Regions from separate parts of the Bos taurus genome. Here region 2 is linked to region 1. A link is a contact called in public Hi-C data. All regions are on one chromosome and are shown on one strand. Each heading gives the region's core, a stretch centred on a gene start, on an enhancer-like site or on the middle of the called end of the contact. The rest is flanking DNA. Distances are from core to core; before and after follow the strand shown. Region 1 holds the start of CSPG4B (chondroitin sulfate proteoglycan family member 4B). Region 2 holds the start of SNX18 (sorting nexin 18).

Region 1 (2,551 bases), core at 15-2,514:
CTGCAGCCAGCACCTTCCCTCTCAACCATACACCAAAGCCATAGCCACAGTGGCCTCACACTTGGACTCCTGTACCCTCCGGTTGCTCCCTGCCCACCAGGCAGGAAGAGGCCGGGAAGCAGTCAGAAAAAAGAATCTGGAAGAAGGAAGATGAAGAGGAAGGAGCTCGCAAGTGCCCCAAACAGCAGAAGTGACTGCGCAGTGTCAGAGGAACTTTGAAGCAGGTCCGCACAGGGGTGAGAGCCAGGCGTGCGCCAGTACAGGGCCGGGTGCTGTACATCACTCCAGAGCTCCTTGCGAAATCGCCTAAAGTGAAGTAAAGAACCATTCCGAACTTAATCCGAAGACTACAAAGACTGGTAAGGCCTTTGATTGAGAATGCGTTCTCAAGTCTTGAAGAATGTCTTTTGTTATAAACTGAATTAAATTTCAAGGAGCTAGAGAGGGCGGGAAGGCCCCAGTGGAAGGCCCCAGTGTCCAGCTCAATGATGTCAAAAGTCACTGTGCTTTTACTAGTCATCTTTGACTTCTGAAAGCCGCCAAGGAAATGTAAAGCACCTCCAGCGAACGGGGTCCAGAAAATGTCTGCGGACGTGTGCGGGAACTTAGGGAACGAGAGGGCAGCCACCCACAAAAGAAACTCGGCGAGCAGTTCAAGGCCTCTTGAGGGTCACGAGCAGTCAAGGAAGGGCCTGGGTAGGGGAGGGCTGGAAAGCCTGAGAAGACAGGACAGCAGGAAGCCTTCCGTCTACTCCTCCGAGTGCCGCCGAGAGTCCGGCCCCAAAGCCCAGACCCGAGGCGCAGGGCCCGCCCCCGGGGCTCGCGAACTCGCCGGGACCGGAGGGGCCGGGCCGCGCGGGGCGGGAAGTCGGAAGTTTTCCGCGGAGACGACGCAGCCACTGCGCAGGGCCGAGCGGTCTCCTCCCGGGGCTGCCCGGCTCCCAAGGCCCCGCCTGAGAGTCCAAGTCGCGCTCGCTGCGGGACTGGCCGGGCCGCGGGGTCTCCCGGGGCCCTCGGATCACAGGGGGCTCCCGCCCGCACCCTCCGCCCCGCTCCCCACCGCCTCTAGCGGGCTCCGCGCGCGGCCGGCCGGGGAAGGGACGGGGAGGGGAAGTGGCGAAGTTGGGGGCGCCTACCTCCAAGCGCCCTGTGCGCCCCGCAGAGCCCCAGGAAGGCGGCGAGCAGGACGAGGCGGCGGGCCCCGAGGCTCCCCATCCCGCTGCAACACCCCGGTAGCGTCTGAGCTACCTGCTTCGGCCCCTCCCCGCCCCCGGCCGGGACCCGGAGCCGGACCGGGGGGCGCCGCCCCCAACCAGCGCGGGGGCTGGGCTGGGGCGGGGAGAGCCGCAGGCAGCCCGCAGCTGTTGCGCCCCATCACGCTCCGCCTGGCGCCGGGGTGCACGGCGCAGACACGCGGCGGGGCCAGAGCGCCCCGGCAGACTCGGTACGGAGAGAGCACGAGTCGCCCGCCCTGCTCGGCGAGTTCTGCGCTGGAGTTGACTGCGTGCGGGCGCTGATGAGAAATGGAGAATGGAGGGGGAAGCATTCCTGGTGGAGGTAGGACCTTACCGAACACGACTTTAAGGTGCCAGAGTGAGCGCCAGCTTATTGCTGAATCCCCAGTGCTGACCTGGTGCATAGACACCGGCAGATGAATAAGAATTAAACACAAACTGAGCGTGTTACTTCCTTCTGGAAATGGAGATTGCACCAAATCTCTAAGGCCCTTCCAGCTTTACCATTCTCACTTTCGAATTCTAAACAAATGGAAATGCTATCCACGAGGAATGTGAGTGTTAGCACAGAGAAGGGTCCCGCCCCGGCCTGGCTGTGTCCTAGGAAGAGCTGGAGGTGTAGCTGTGCCTGGGGTTGGAAGGCCAGGCTGAGCCAGGCATGCAGACTTTCTCCTGGCAGGCTCAGGTAACCACAGAAATGTAAATGCACAAGCAGTGCAGAGCGAGATTGCCCAGGGACCCAGAGACTGTCACCAGTGTCCCCAGGGAGCCTCTACTCAAATGCCATCCCTGGTTAAGGACAGAAGCTTGGTTCCTTAAGAGACCTGAGGGCAAATCACGGTTCAGATATTATTAGGTGACCTTGGTCCGTGACCTTGAACAAATATCTTAATTGTCTCAACTTCTGTCTCCACTCCTGTTCAGTTCAGTTCAGTCGCTCAGTCGTGTCCGACTCTTTGCGACCCCATGAATCGCAGCACGCTAGGCCTCCCTATCCATCACCATCTCCCGGAGTTCACTCAAACTCACGTCCATCCAGTCGGTGATGCCATCCAGCCACCTCATCCTCTGTCGTCCCCTTTTCCTCCTGCCCCCAGTCCCTCCCAGCATCAGAGTCTTTGGTAATGATGCCGATCCCATAGGTGGGTTGTGTGGTTATTCCAGCCCCTGAGGACTGAGTGTTGAGCATGGTGTCTGGCTTGTGGTAAGAACTCACTGGGCAGTCTTGTTATACCCAGGACCCCAGCCAGGCCCAGGGGCTTCTCTGACCAGTTTGGAACAACTCTGGCTAGACACACACTCCTGAGAGTGAGCCA
Region 2 (2,551 bases), core at 32-2,531, 380 kb before region 1:
GAGAATCCCATGGACAGAGGAGGCTAGTGGGCTACAGTCCATAGGGTCGCTAAGAGTCGGACACGACTGAAGCAATTTAGCATCCTGGTGGCTCAGACGGTAAAGTGTCTGCCTGCAATGCGGGAGACCTGGCTTTGATCCCTGGGTCTGATCCCTGGGTCGGGAAGATCCCCTGGAGAAGGAAATGGCCACCCACTCCAGTACTCTTGCCTAGAAAATTCCATGGATGGAAGAGCGTGGTGGTCTACAGTCCATGGGGTCGTAAAGACTGAGTGACTTCGCTTTCTTTTCTTTCTTTCTTATGAAGGAGGACGAGGTTTTTGCTTTTCAAAATAACAACAGCAGCAGCAACAGCGGCAGCAAACACTTAAACTGTGCTTCCCACCTATAATGCTAGCTCTCCGTTTCATTTTCCTCATCTGTAAATAGGGATTCCACGATTATCAAATCCCCACAACAAATTCCGGAGTGCAAAAAGTGACTTGCTCAAGGTCATACAGGCAGGGATTATCAGAAGACAGATCGACCCCAGTAGCCTGGGGCGGAAGCTTCTCTCATTCAAGCGTTTTAGGAAGGGGAAAGGACACAGGCAAAACGCAAGCTCTCTCAGCACATTTATTTTAGTGTAAACTCTCCAATGCCTCCCTCCGCCGCACCACCCTTAGCCTCTTAACTGCTGAAACGCAGCGCCTTCCTTACTTTGCTCTTGTCACGCTCCTCTCTTTTTTGACCAAAAACCTCCAGTGGGTAGATGTTAGGGAGCTGCTCCGTCAGTTTACAGCGCCCCTCCCCGCCTCGCGTCTTTCTTAGCGCAATAGCTAACATTCATTGAAAATCCTTCAACAGACGCGTGGGTTTATGTCATTGTATGAGTATTCACTGAGCGCTCAGAGTGGGAACGTTAATCAGCAATGAAAATATTAACTTATTTCTAGGATATATATATTTTTTCAACTTAAAAGCCTAAAAAAGAAAAATCTCAGTTCACTTCCGAAAAGAAACCTTCACCCTCAAGCTCTCACCCCTGCGCCTCACTGAACGGCACTGGCCACAAGGGGGCAGTGGCGGCCACGGAGTCGAATCTGGGGATGTGCGCGGCGGCTCGGCCATCGGTTGCTCTCGCCTGGCGCGCGGCTCTCGGCCTTGGATTAGCGCAGCTGGGGACGTGGGAGGCCGCGGGCCCCGCCCCCGACCGGCGGCGGCGGCGGCGGCGGCGGCGGCCCAGCGCGGCAGTCTGCGCTGCAAGCGGAGCGGCGCGGAGGGCGCGACCAGCGGGTGGGGGCCCAGGAGTGTGTACTGCCTTCCGGGCTCCTCTCCGCGCACTAGGGCGCGGGCACCACCGCGGGCCCCTCGGGCGGGCGCCAGGCTCAGGGCGCCGGGGGTCGGGGGGGCAGCCCATCGGGGTGCCGGGACCATGGCGCTGCGCGCCCGGGCGCTCTACGACTTCAGGTCGGAGAACCCGGGCGAGATCTCACTGCGGGAGCACGAGGTGCTGAGCCTGTGCAGCGAACAGGACATCGAGGGCTGGCTCGAGGGGATCAACAGCCGCGGAGACCGCGGCCTCTTCCCGGCCTCTTACGTGCAGGTGATCCGCGCCCCCGAGCCCGGCCCGGCGGGCGACGGCGGCCCGGGCGCCCCGGCCCGCTACGCCAACGTGCCACCCGGGGGCTTCGAACCCCTGCCTGCCGCGCCGCCCACCTCTTTCAAGCCGCCGCCCGAAGCCTTCCAGCCCCTGCTGCAACCGCAGCAGGCGCCGCCGGTGAGCACCTTCCAGCCGACGGGCGCGGGCTTCTCGTACGGCGGGAGCGCCCTGCAGCCGTCGCCGCAGCAGCTCTACGGCGGCGGCGGCTACCAGGCCAGCCAGGGCAGCGACGATGACTGGGATGATGAGTGGGACGACAGCTCCACCGTGGCTGACGAGCCGGGCGCACTGGGGAGCGGCGCTTACCCGGACCTCGACGGCTCGTCGTCTGGGGGCGTCGGCGCTGCTGGCCGCTACCGCCTGTCCACGCGCTCCGACTTGTCGCTGGGCTCCCGCAGCGGCTCTGCGCCCCCGCAGCACCATCCGTCGGGGGCCAAGAGCTCGGCCACCGTGAGCCGTAACCTCAACCGCTTCTCCACCTTCGTCAAGTCTGGCGGGGAGGCTTTCGTGCTGGGTGAGGCATCGGGCTTCGTGAAGGATGGGGACAAGCTGTGCGTGGTGCTGGGCCCCTATGGCCCCGAGTGGCAGGAGAACCCCTATCCCTTCCAGTGCACCATCGACGACCCCACCAAGCAGACCAAGTTCAAGGGCATGAAGAGCTACATCTCGTACAAGCTTGTGCCCACGCACACGCAGGTGCCGGTGCACCGGCGCTACAAGCACTTCGACTGGCTGTATGCGCGCCTGGCCGAGAAGTTCCCGGTCATCTCGGTGCCCCACCTGCCCGAGAAGCAGGCCACCGGCCGCTTCGAGGAGGACTTCATCTCCAAGCGCAGAAAGGGCCTCATCTGGTGGATGAACCACATGGCCAGCCACCCGGTGCTGGCGCAGTGCGACGTCTTCCAGCAC

The links. A called contact is a pair of places that touch in the nucleus more often than the background predicts.
Region 2: a Hi-C map of blood shows a contact between it and region 1, with 3 times the contacts expected there. The contact joins the promoter of SNX18 here to the promoter of CSPG4B in region 1. A contact is called at or near these places in 4 of 11 Hi-C or Micro-C datasets (blood, liver, skeletal muscle and 1 more).

Annotation. Positions count from the first base shown.
Region 1 is chr20:24,197,282-24,199,832 of ARS-UCD2.0, reverse strand. It overlaps CSPG4B (chondroitin sulfate proteoglycan family member 4B), which reads right to left and starts at 1,264. Exons shown (of 10, transcript XM_024981464.2): 1 at 1,137-1,264. The coding sequence starts at 1,215.
Region 2 is chr20:24,573,848-24,576,398 of ARS-UCD2.0, reverse strand. It overlaps SNX18 (sorting nexin 18), which reads left to right and starts at 1,281. Exons shown (of 2, transcript NM_001083731.1): 1 at 1,281-2,551. The coding sequence starts at 1,415.